2 separate regions of the Mus musculus genome follow, and region 1 is linked to region 2. The links are chromatin contacts, called in public Hi-C maps. All regions are on one chromosome and are shown on one strand. Each heading gives the region's core, a stretch centred on a gene start, on an enhancer-like site or on the middle of the called end of the contact. The rest is flanking DNA. Distances are from core to core; before and after follow the strand shown. Region 1 overlaps Sdc2 (syndecan 2). Region 2 holds the start of Sdc2 (syndecan 2).

Region 1 (6,097 bases), core at 1,011-3,510, 95 kb after region 2:
AACAAATACTTTTGGCTGCTTCCAAATACATCAGACATCTGGACAGCCTTGAACTACCCTGATGCTATAAGACCAAAGTGGCTTCAACCAGACTCTAGACGTTACCTGGCCCTATCTCAAGTCCTATAGTAATCCAAGCCGTGCAGCCACCTCTTATACCAGTGGCTGTTCATGCTACTCAGAGTGCTAAAATATGTTGCTGGGATACTCTGAGAGAATTCCACCTACATTGGTACAGAATGATTGTCCTGATAACTGGGTCATGTAACACTAAAAGCCTGATTGGTATATAAGAATTAATTATCTCATTATTAACACTACCATATCAGATTTCTTTGAGAAAGAACAAAGAAGAGAATGAAACACATTTGTTATTAAGAAAGGAGAAACTAGCTTCTAAAATCTTCTTCTTACTTTAAGAACCCTGGGTCACTTAATCAGAGGCAGTGCAAAGTGTGGGAATTGTGGGACAGGTTACCTCCCAGGCTTGAATTCAAGAGCTTTTAACTATCAGGATCCTAGAGGTCTTACAATGTATGTTACTGAAACCTGAATCGAATCAAAGGTTGCTTAAGCCAGTGTGATTTAGTAATCTCAGTTGACAAATATTTATTTGCACTTTGAACTGGACGAAGAATAAGGTCATGCAGGTTATTCCAGACCTGGATGAAAACTTTGTTTCCATCCAGAAGCAGGGAGAGTACACAGGAGCTAATTAAAAACAACAGGAAACTCTCTCTTCCCTGGTACATGTGCTGCAGAGTCAGAAAAAGCAAGTTCATAACTAGGGGACTTCTCTAGAGAAGCCAGTGTGTTTTGAAAACCAGGCAGGATTTGACAGGGTAGATAGTTCCTTAGGTAATTTATAAAGACAAGGTTTAATCCAGGCAGAAACCAACAGCAGCTCGAGGCAGGTAGTTCAACAAAAGGAGTGTTTTCTGGGCACCTACTTTATTCCAGGCACTAAGATTTAGCAGTGTGCAGTAAGGAGGCTTTCAGGGAGGTCCTGCTGTTGAGTCTAAGATGCCTTGTACACCAACACTGACAAATGCTTTCTTTTTTATTATATTAAAACGACAGGTCATTTTTATATAAAATAACAGTTCCACGTACCCAGATTTTTCCTGTGTACTTTAAGTCATCTCCTGGCTACTTATAATGGTTGTGCTGATAGCTGTTGTTTATTATGGTATACACTCAGTACCGAATTTTTTAAAATTTATATTCACATTATTTTGTGACAGGGTCTTATTAAGTAGCCCAGGCTGCCCTCAAACGTGTGATTGTCCTACCTCAGATTCATTAGTACCATTATATATTTACACACACACAGTTTTTCAACCTACAGTAGTTTGAATTCATATATGTATGAATGTATATCCCAGGAATGTTAGGGGGCTATGTGCACAGCCTTCTCCCACAAAAGAGCTGAGAATGTAATAGGGTCAGAGAATGTATGAGGCTAGAGTATACAGAAGTCCCTACTCAGTTTGCAAGCTTTGAGAATTAAAATATGGAATGATCAGAGGCTTGGAGACTGGTATTTTGTAGAACTGTCTCAGATTACAGATGAATCTAACTGTATGTCTGGACAGCTCCAGAACATTCTTGGCTGCTGTGAGAGGGGTGTTACTCATGCCTGCAAACCAGCCTGCTGGAACCCAAATCCCTAAGGGCTGTGGCCTCTTAATTGCCCAGTGTGATATCTCAAAGTGATTCCCATCCTTCTTTGTTCCTTGGCATCAAGGCCAGTGGAGATTGTGGGCTAACATTTAATATCCTCCTGCCTCTCCAGCAAGCCCCTGAAACTTGAGAGGACAAAGTGTTGCTTTCAGAGTGTGCCTGCTAGTTTTCCCAGGGAGGTTCACGCATATTGACTGTTGAAACCGAGTTTTATTTTTAGAAGAAATCTAGTGGAAACCAACATAGTAAGGGGAATTTTTTCTTATATATATAATTCCGTGAGGGACAAACATTCCAATTTGATCGTTAAAAATAGGACTAAAATGAATGTCATTTGTTCCAAAAACTGCTAGTCTGAGATACTTGTAGTAAAATATCAATTTACTAAATCCTTTTGTAAAAAAAATTCCACTTCTGCTCTGTCTGCAATTCATGCAAGTTACTTCTTGGGCAAACATAGACTGAATTTTAATCATGGCCAATTCTTGAAAAGCTGAGAGGCTCTGGAAATGGGATAGTTGGTGACTCAATCCTGCTCCACATCAAGCCTATGACTTGCTGTCACCAAGTGCCAGTAATACAAGAAAAAGTACTCTTGTGGGTTTATCTGTTTGTCATTAAACTTTGCTAAGCCAGCAAGCCTGAGAAGTAGGCTTGCCATGGACTTTCACCATTGGCATATGAGCTCCACAGGCCCTGTTCCACACAGATTACCTTGCCTGATGTCAGTGTGGGTCTGGTCTGTACAGAGATCTCTGGTTTTCCCTAGTAACTGGAGAGCACTTATCTGTAGTGAGAAAGCCACGCATGGCCACGCCTGTTAAGTATCTGGTGTGTATACGTCCCTAAGTGATTATTTAGCCTAGTGTCATAATACCTTGCTTTATGTTTCCAAGAAAATCGTAAATAATTTAGGCATTCTGTAGCTTAACATTAATCACTAAGTAATCTCATTTGTGATAGAATGAATGTCTGAGATAGTTTAGTAACTTAGAACAACAGATACTCAGGTAAGTGAAGTGGGGTGCAATGAGCTAAGCCTATGCCAGACTTGGATATCAGTGCGGTCATTATTATATAAGATTAGGCCACGTGAGCTTCCTTGGGGTTTTGTGTGTGTGTGTGTGTGTGTGTGAGAGAGAGAGAGAGAGAAGGGTGGCTGGACAGGAGAATGCAGAACACAGCTGCAAAGTGACAGATCTTCAATACAGCATATGCAAAATGTGAACAGTAGACAAAGCAGAGCCTTTCTTTTCTTTTTTTTTTAATTAGGTATTTTCCTCGTTTACATTTTCAATGCTATCCCAAAAGTCCCCCATACCCACCCCCCCAATCCCCTACCCACCCACTCCCACTTTTTGGCCCTGGGGTTCCCCTGTACTGGGGCATATAAAGTTTGCAAGTCCAATGGGCCTCTCTTTGCAGTGATGGCCGACTAGGCCATCTTTTGATACATATGCAGCTAGAGACAAGAGCTCCGGGGTACTGGTTAGTTCATAATGTTGTTCCACCTATAGGGTTGCAGTTCCCTTTAGCTCCTTGGGTAATTTCTCTGGCTCCTCCATTGGGGGCCGTGTGACCCATCCAATAGCTGACTGTGATCATCCACTTCTGTGTTTGCTAGGCCCCGGCATAGTCTCACAAGAGACAGCAGAGCCTTTCTTAATCTGACCATCCTGAATTGCTTATCTTTCCTTTCTCAGAGAACAGAGCTGACATCCGATAAGGATATGTACCTTGACAATAGCTCCATTGAGGAAGCTTCAGGAGTATATCCTATTGATGATGATGACTATTCTTCTGCCTCAGGCTCAGGTAAGGCTGCCTACTGGATGCCATTCTCTATACCCCGGCATGCACACATTTCGCTGTGCCTTCTTCCGTTACAAGCACAGCATGTGTCATAGTCATGAGCATGGTTTGGGGATACAAATTCCAGTTCAAGCTATGAGAACTTTGGAACCTAACTTTGCTGAGTCTCAGTTTCATTATTTATAAGTGGAAATAAATAACTATATTTACCACTGAGTTAGGTATTCATCTCTGTGAAGAGACACCTGACAGCAACTCATAAGGGAAAACATTTAATTGAGGATGGCCTACAGTTTCAGAAGTTTAGTAATTATCATCATGGCAACATGCATGGCAACGTGCACACAGACATGGTGCTGGAGGAACCAGAGTTCAACATCTTGATCCACATACAGCAGGAGACTGTGTGCCACACTAGGTATAGCTTGAGCATAGGAGACCTCAAAGCCTACCCTCACAGTGACATACTTCTTCCACACCTACTTCACCAAGGCCACACCTCCTAATAGTGCCACTTCCTATGGCCAAGCATTCACACACACAAGTCTATTAAGGCTGTACCTACTCAAACTACCACAATCATATAAAGTTTTTCATGGATAAATGGAGTTGAGGAGATAGCTTTCAGTTTTATTGTTAAAAATTTTAGAATATGGTCATAGAAACCACCGTTCAAGAAATCTTTCAAATACCCATTTAATAAAATGCCTGCTCTATGTTAAGATTATACACAAAAACAAAAACTTACAGGCTTTTAAAGTATATTGCTCATAAGTAGGAGGAACAGAACTGCAGCTATGTAATATAAAGATAGATTTATGTCTTTGATTTCTTCAGTGTATTAGTTGTCTATTGTCTCTGCAATGTTGCCTAACAAACCATCCGAACACTAAGTACTTTGAAGCAGTGGGCATTTGGTTAATTCATTATCCTGCATGTTTTCCAGTTAGAGGCAGGCTCTACAATGGCTTACAGCTGAAGCTTGGCTGATTTTGGCTTAACTCTGTCGTGAGCAGACTTGGCTTTAGTCCACATGGGCCCTTCAGTCTCCAGGTGACCAGCCATATTTTCACAGAGTGAAGCAAAAATCTAATCCTAAACTTACAGTTTGGTACAACGTCATTTCTATATGTATGTGCATGTGTAGGCATGTGTGTACTTATGTACATATGAATGTGAGTTCATGTGTGTATGTTGATAGTACAGTGATCAAAGACAGTATGTTTGCTTTATTCCAAGAAGCTGAAAGAAGTGTCACAAGAGAAGAAGGATCTTAGTTTTAGATGATTTCTTTCGTCCTGTGTGCTTATGTGGGACATAATGATTAGAATATGAATTGGAGGAGGCCATTCATCTCATAGTTGACAGGAACCAGATAATACAGAAGGCAGTGATAATTAGGTATACCTTCCCAATGCATGCCCTGCTGTTGACATCTACTGCCATCTAAATCTTATAATACCTTTCAAAATAGCACCTCTACATATGAGTCAAGGATAGAATACATGAGTCTATGGGGGCACATTTCATATTCAAATCATAGTACCCCATGCATGCATACAACTGAACAATGTTTCCAGCCCCAAGTTGCGCCTCTTAATTGAGACAGCTATCAACATATTACAGAGGATGTAGGTACATGGAGGAGGAAATGTGCTTGGACACTTTTCCCCAATATATCTTACCTGGAAATGTTTCACCTGTGCAAGCAATGGCTCAGTGGACAAACCAGAAATCTTTGGTGGGTAGCACATAGAAAAGTCTTAGCAAGACCTTTCTTTCTTAGTGTGTTTATTGCAGATGAGATTTAACTATGGTAATAGTTATTATCCTGAATATAAATATGTGCCAGTGCAGTTGACCTAGGTTTCAGAATGTCCTAGAACAAATAAAGGTCAATTGTTTCTGGTGAAGATCTAGACTTATAAGGGTGTTTCAGTTTGAAAATGACCGATCTGAAAATATAGAGGCAGTAGCTGACCTAGTAACATCCTGCTGTAAAAATAGTTCTAGTTATTCAAGGGAGTGTGATGCATTCACATATGCAGAACAAGTGTGAAAGAGTTGCTCTCTGAAACCCACAACACTATTAATATCTTACACTCATGATACCTCTTTTGTTTAGCATCTCAAAAGTGCCTTATAACTGTCATTTCAAAATGCCTTGGGGAATAATAAATATGCATCTTTGTGGTCCCCATTTCGTCACAGATCTTAGTATTCAAGGGTCGTGGGAGATCGTTATGGGTTGCTCAACTCATTTTGCTGACTTCGCCCAAGATTTTGTTTACATTTAGTATAAGGTATATGCCTCCCTGACTCATCCAGTTATTGGAGTGTCACATTTGAAGCCCTGAACGTACTCATCATATGGACTAGATAGAAATGAGACTTAAATGTGGGCAAATTTTTCTAGCCACAGATATAACTGTAGGCAAGTTTTTGCTGAAAAAAACAAACAAAACAAAACAAAACAAAACAGAAAAAGAATTATTCTTGGCTTTAGAAACTATCTTGAGCTTTGCTATGGATATTTTTCCACTTACTAGTCTGTGTAAGTAAAATTTGTGAAGCACTTTGTGCTGGGAAAAGCCTTATCCAT
Region 2 (5,676 bases), core at 1,489-3,988:
AGCAGAAGATAGCCTCGTCAGCCATCACTGGGAAGAGAGGCCCCTTGGTCTTGCAAACTTTATATGCCCCAATACAGGGGAATGCCAGGGCCAAGAAGCGGGAGTGGGTGGATAGGCGAGCAGGGTGGAGGGAGGGTATAGGTAACTTTCGGGATAGCATTTGAAATGTATATATAGAAAATATCTAATAAAAATAACAAAACACTCAATAAAAGCTTTGCAAACCGAATCCAAGAACACATCAAAATGATCATTCAAGTAGGCTTCATCCCAGGGATGCAGGGATGGTTTAATATATCTAAATCCATCAATGTAATCCACTATGTAAACAAACTCAAAGACAAAAAACACATGATCATCTCGTTAGATACCGAGAAAGCATTTGACAAAATCCAACACCCCTTCATGATAAAAGTTTTGGAAAGATCAGGAATTCAAGGTCCATACCTAAACATAAATGTGCTGAACCATATCACTGGTTCTCATCCTGTATATTTTCTTCTGAGACCACTCCATGAAATCTTAGAAGATATCAGTTAAGAATATTTTTTTGCTAGACCCCTTTAACTCCAGCTCATCAGCTGGAGGACCTCAGAACATATGGAGAATGATAGCTGGTCTATCTTTTCTGTATCAGATATAATTAATAAATTTCAACTGGATTTTAGTCTCCACCAATTTTCATAAATATTTCACATAGCAGATGTAGAAATACACCTTCATAATTCCCAGATTTAGAGACCTTTCTGATGGCCACTAGTGGCCATTAGTTGTACCCCTCCCTGTCCTCTCTTGGCTGCCAGTGCCTTAGGCTGCTTATAAGAACCAGAAAGTTGGGAGTTAGCTTTCTGAGCCAGAGTTGATGTCTTAAGGTATGGTTCTCCTGCTAATTTTTTTCTTTTGAGATTTATAACAGTAACTTATCACTAAAACATTCTAATAGTCACACTTAGGATGTGTGAAGGTTTGTATATTCTTAGACTAGGGAGTGGCACTGTTTGGAGGTGTGGTCTTGTTGGAATAGGTGTGACCTGGTTGGAGTAGGTGTGTGACTGTGGCTGTGGGCTTAAGACTCTCCCCCAGTTGCCTGGAAGTCAGTCTTCCACTAACAGCCTTTGGATGAAGACATAGAACTCTCAGCTCTGCCTGTGCCATGCCTGCCTGGATACTGCCATTCTCACACCTTGGTGATAATGGACTGAACCTATGAACCTGTAAACCAGCCCCAAGTAAATGCTGTTTTTTATAAGACTTGCCTTGATCATGGTGTCTGTTCACAGCAGTAAAACCCTAACTAAGACAGGATATGACTACAGTTTAGTTCTAAAATGACTAGGGCCTCATGTCTGTATCTCTCTCTGTCTCTCTGTCTCTCTCTCTGTCTCTCTCTGTCTCTCTGTCTGTCTCTGTCTCTGCCTGTCTCTGTCTCTCTGTCTCTGTGTATGTGTGTTTGTGCATGTGTGCGTGTGTGTGTGTGTGTGTGTATGGGTATGTGTTTGTGTGAGAAAATCACAGAGCTTTTTATGGTGTGGCTTGAGGTCTGGAGTAGTATTTACCTACAAAATAGTTATTATGTATTTTTAATTCATCCTACATGATAACAAAATAGTGGCTAATACTGAAATGTCCCTGTCCCTTTATAAATGGACATTACAGAAGAAAATGGGTCCATAATTCATTCAGTTTCTAAATCCAAGAGAACATCGGTGAGCATTAGAAGAGTATGTGCCTGCCTGGTTCTGTAGCACCATACAGCACCGAACTACATGACGCATGCTTTTGCTTTATGTAGGAAATACATACTCATTTTCTTAAAGCCAGAAACTACTTAACCATTCATTCTCTGAAATTCATCTGCTAATATCTAGACTCTCTAATTTTTCATCCTTATCTGTTGCAATTTTACATTTTCCAAAAGTAAAAATATGGAAATCGAACTTAGCTGATGCCTGGGGCAGTGTGTGTGTGTTTGTGTGTGTGTGAGTCAGGAGGCAGGGTACAAACTGTGAGCAGCAGAAATGGTTTGTAAGCCTTTAATGAGTTGTGCTTTGGAGTTGTTGTGTTTTGGGTTTTGTTTTTCTACCTTTTTGAGGGTTGTGGGTTGTGGGTTATAGTTGGGATGGGGGTGGAGGTGGGTCATGGGGGAAAGTTCCAAGGAGAATCTTAACACTAACTTGTTACAATTATTTTTGTCGTTTTTGAATTGCAATCTTCATTATCTGGAGACCTATGGGCACTGTGAATACTTGAAGGGGATGTATAAACTTTCTCATTTTTCTCGACTCTCATCTTTCTATTGACCCAATTTTCACAAGTAAGAAAAGGCTCAATATGCCCATTAAACCTTCATCGAATTTTCTTTAGAAAATTACAGCGAAGAAAAGGAGAAGGAAAGGGAAAGGGAGACAGAAGGGTGGTGGGGAGAGGAGAGGGTGTTGAGAAGGGGAAAGAAGGAGAGAGAAAATGAAAGAGCACTAAGGTTTGCAGAGGCAGGTTCTCAGGACAGCCACAGAGTGGAGCTGCTGGCTCCCACTGGCTCTGGGAGCTGCCAATCCCAGTGTAATCCCGTAAGAATTTCTCCCTGGTTTTATCATGGAGTCCTGGCAACCTCCTTTCCCCCAGTAGCTGGGAGGAACCTTGAGGGCCAGGCTAAGAAGGGAGGGAAGGTAGGGGCGGTTGAAGCGGAGGCTGAGCAGGACCAAGACCAGGACCAGGGAGAGGACACGGAGGGGTGTGGGGTGAGATCGAGGGGGAGGACCCAGGAGGAGGCGGCGCGTAGAAGGAGGGGCGCTGCAGCCAAGCCACCAGTCTAGCTGTAGAGTGCTGTACTCCAGATACTCCTGGAGCTCCAGCCCCTCAGACCGCGCGTCCCCGCCGCCGTTCGCCTTTCGGCATCCTAAACTTGAGCGGCAGCTCGGTTTCAACCCATCGACTGCTTGCTTCAAATCAGACAGCATTGCGACCCAGACACCGGAGTCCGCCGAGTGAAAGCACAACGCTGCCCTGTAGGACCAGACCAAGAAAACAGCCTCGCGAAGCAGCAACTCTGGGTTGGGAGTACAGAAGCCAACAAGTGAGAAGGCGCCGCGTTTCCGGGGCGCAGGGAGAACGCTAGAGCAGGCGCCAGAGAAGACAGCTAGAGCTCGGAATCGGAGCCCAAACCTCTCTCCTGGAGGCGGCTCAGCTTCTTTTTTTTCTAGGCCCTCTTAGGCTTGCTCTGGGCTTCCTTTTATCCGGGTAGGAGCCACATCCCTGGGGAATATGCAGCGCGCGTGGATCCTGCTCACCTTGGGCTTGATGGCCTGTGTGTCCGCAGAGACGGTGAGTGGGCCCAGCCGGGGAAGTGCACTGTTAAGAGTGCCCGGGCAAATAGAAGAGCCAGAGGGTAATTGGGGGATGCTACCTGGGGGATCTGCCAACCCTGAACGTGGGGCTGCCTAGGTTCTACTGAAACAAATGAGCTTGCTTTTCAACCACTTGCCCCTGGGCTCTTCCTTTTCCCTCTTGCACAATTGAGCTGCTACAGGGAGTTACCCAAGCCATGTCTTCAGGGGGTGGGAGCACAAGACTTGGAGGTTAGGGACCCCACAGGTCCTTAAAGTCATTTCCAGCTTTCTGCCTTGGGGGATTTTATGGTGTAGTCTAGGAAGGACAGAGGGCTAAAAGTTGCAGGTTACTAGAGCACCACTGCGGGCCAGGAAAGGATCCAGTAAGCTCTGTGTACTGGACAAACCCCAGGGGTGAGTTGGAAACTTTGGGGAGGATCTGTTCCTCTGCACACATCCCCCTACTCCAGGCTTTGAGCTTGACTGAAGGCAAGTTTAGGGAGATAGGGTCCATATTAAGGAAACCGAGAGTATCAGGAGTGAAAGTTTCTAAAAGTGCATTTGTTTAATGCTCCCTGTGGCTGTGGCAAGGGGCCCACACTAAGTGGAGATGCAGTCGGTGGTCTATTTGGAGGCTCCTGGCTTCATGGAGCTTTTGGGAACAGGCCTGGGCTCTCTGGTTTCTGGGATCTTCCAGGAACGGTCCTTGTGGAGCAAAGCTGTTGGAGAGAGATGGAATTTTTCAAAATGGAAAGATGAGGGTGCTTGTGACATTGCTTTGGCCCTCAGATCCTCTGGCTGCTGGAGGGAATGTAGATTTCTGTCCTGCCAACCTCATACTCCTTTGGATCCATATTCCCATGAACTGTCTTCTTCCACTACTAGCATCCTTTCACCTCTGTGGCCCTGGAAATTTGATTTCTGGTCAGGATTGTGTTTCTGGGGTTGGAGTTTGTTTCTCTGCGTTGCCCAGTGTATGCACTCTTAGGCTCATGACTAGTGTGCCAGCCCCTATCTGGGTCACTACAGGTCTGTTTTGGCAGGTGGAAGTCCAAGCAGCTTCTATTGACATGCAGTCCCAGGGCTGCAGGCTCAATTAAGGAGTGCTCCTCTTTTCTTTACTCTTGTTTCCTATGCCATTCCTTTGGCATCCAGTAAGTTGCCCAATTTGAATTAATAAAAAAGCCTTTAGCTGGGTTGGATAATCTCCCCTTTTTGACCCTTGGACGATTGGTAAACCTTTTGGCATTCAGGAGAATAAGGACATTTGTGATCAGCTATAGGGTGGGGGCACTGCTGTGTGGGCTAGAAGGTCATTGTCCAGAGTTCGAGGGTGGGGTACTTAGAATTGGAAACTGCATAGGATAGGTGGGTATTTGAGTGATTGTGATGTAAAAACACAACTCTGAGTCTTACCAGAATTCTCACAGCAAAAGATGTTTAATCCTTTGAAATTAGCAATCTCTCTTGGCTAGTTCTGAACTTTGGTGTGCTGTAAACTAAATTGGAGCTATTCTGTGTGTATTTCAAAGAAAACAGAACAACTCAAAACAACAGGAACCATTGCATTACATAGCTGTGCAAAACTGGGTAAAGGGACAGCTCAACTGAATTATTGTCCAGAGAGGATCTTGTAAACTGAGCAGAGTTGGGGACCTTTTCTTTGCAGAACCTGGTTCAGAGATTTGCTAGGAGAAAAGCCCTTGGGAGCTTCTGTATGGCTTTGATAGCTTCTTAAGACCTGGTGGGGTTTGCTGTTGTTTGTTTTCCCTCAAATGTGCTTGTCTCCTCTCCCTGCCTTATTTTCCCTGAAATCTCTTATGTTTGGGGCTCTACCATTTTCTCAGTTCAAAACAGAATTGAATGTTTTTCAAAAGAGCAGCTTTATTGGAAAGATTCTGTTTTGAGGCCTTGCACTATCATTCAAAGGGTGATTAAATATTTTTGAAATGTCAACTTGAGAATCCTACATACAGCCTTTGTTGGGCAGTGAGTCAGTCTTTCTCAGTCAAAGCTGTTTCAAAACCCAAACCAGCTAATTGTCCATTTACATTGCTTTCCTGTCTCTATTTGCTTCACCTAAAGTGGCATAAATATACCCAGACTTGAAAGGCATGATTTTTTTTTTTAAGTTAGCTATTACAGAACATTATTTCCAGCACTTTGTATTTTAATTTGGAAACTGCTGTAGCGTCCTGGGATTTAAAAGTAGTGATTGTTTGAGCTGTGACTCCTTTTGGCAAGAATGGAGAAATATCAGCAGCTAGTAAATTTTTTAGTTTTATACTTAGCTCAGAGTGAGAAAAACTTCTCAGACACTAAGATTCAAAACTGATTGGGCAAAAGAACT

Evidence for each region. Hi-C and Micro-C count contacts between places; a contact is called where the count stands out from the background.
Region 1: a Hi-C map of liver shows a contact between it and region 2, with 6 times the contacts expected there. The contact joins the enhancer-like site here to the promoter of Sdc2 in region 2. A contact is called at or near these places in 5 of 39 promoter capture datasets (the 3T3-L1 cell line, 3T3-L1-derived adipocytes and liver), 1 of 15 datasets of contacts at CTCF or cohesin (the NIH/3T3 cell line), 13 of 484 Hi-C or Micro-C datasets (the C2C12 cell line, the HL-1 cell line, the MC3T3-E1 cell line and 5 more), 4 of 115 datasets of contacts at active chromatin or transcription factors (cardiomyocytes, hepatocytes and liver) and 2 of 9 other capture datasets (adipose tissue and pancreatic islet).

What each region holds. Positions count from the first base shown.
Region 1 is chr15:33,013,716-33,019,812 of GRCm38.p6, forward strand. It overlaps Sdc2 (syndecan 2), which reads left to right. Exons shown (of 5, transcript NM_008304.2): 2 at 3,387-3,498. Among named protein-coding and RNA genes, the nearest start is that of Gm32764, 53 kb to the right of the region's middle. Within about 2 kb of position 2,261, at least 47 of the 459 cell types and tissues checked have an H3K27ac peak or open chromatin away from gene starts, as enhancers often do. A contact at or near this core is called in the C2C12 cell line, the NIH/3T3 cell line, hepatocytes and 4 more, where this site is marked.
Region 2 is chr15:32,917,985-32,923,660 of GRCm38.p6, forward strand. Sdc2 (syndecan 2) reads left to right here and starts at 2,739. Exons shown (of 5, transcript NM_008304.2): 1 at 2,739-3,321. The coding sequence starts at 3,262.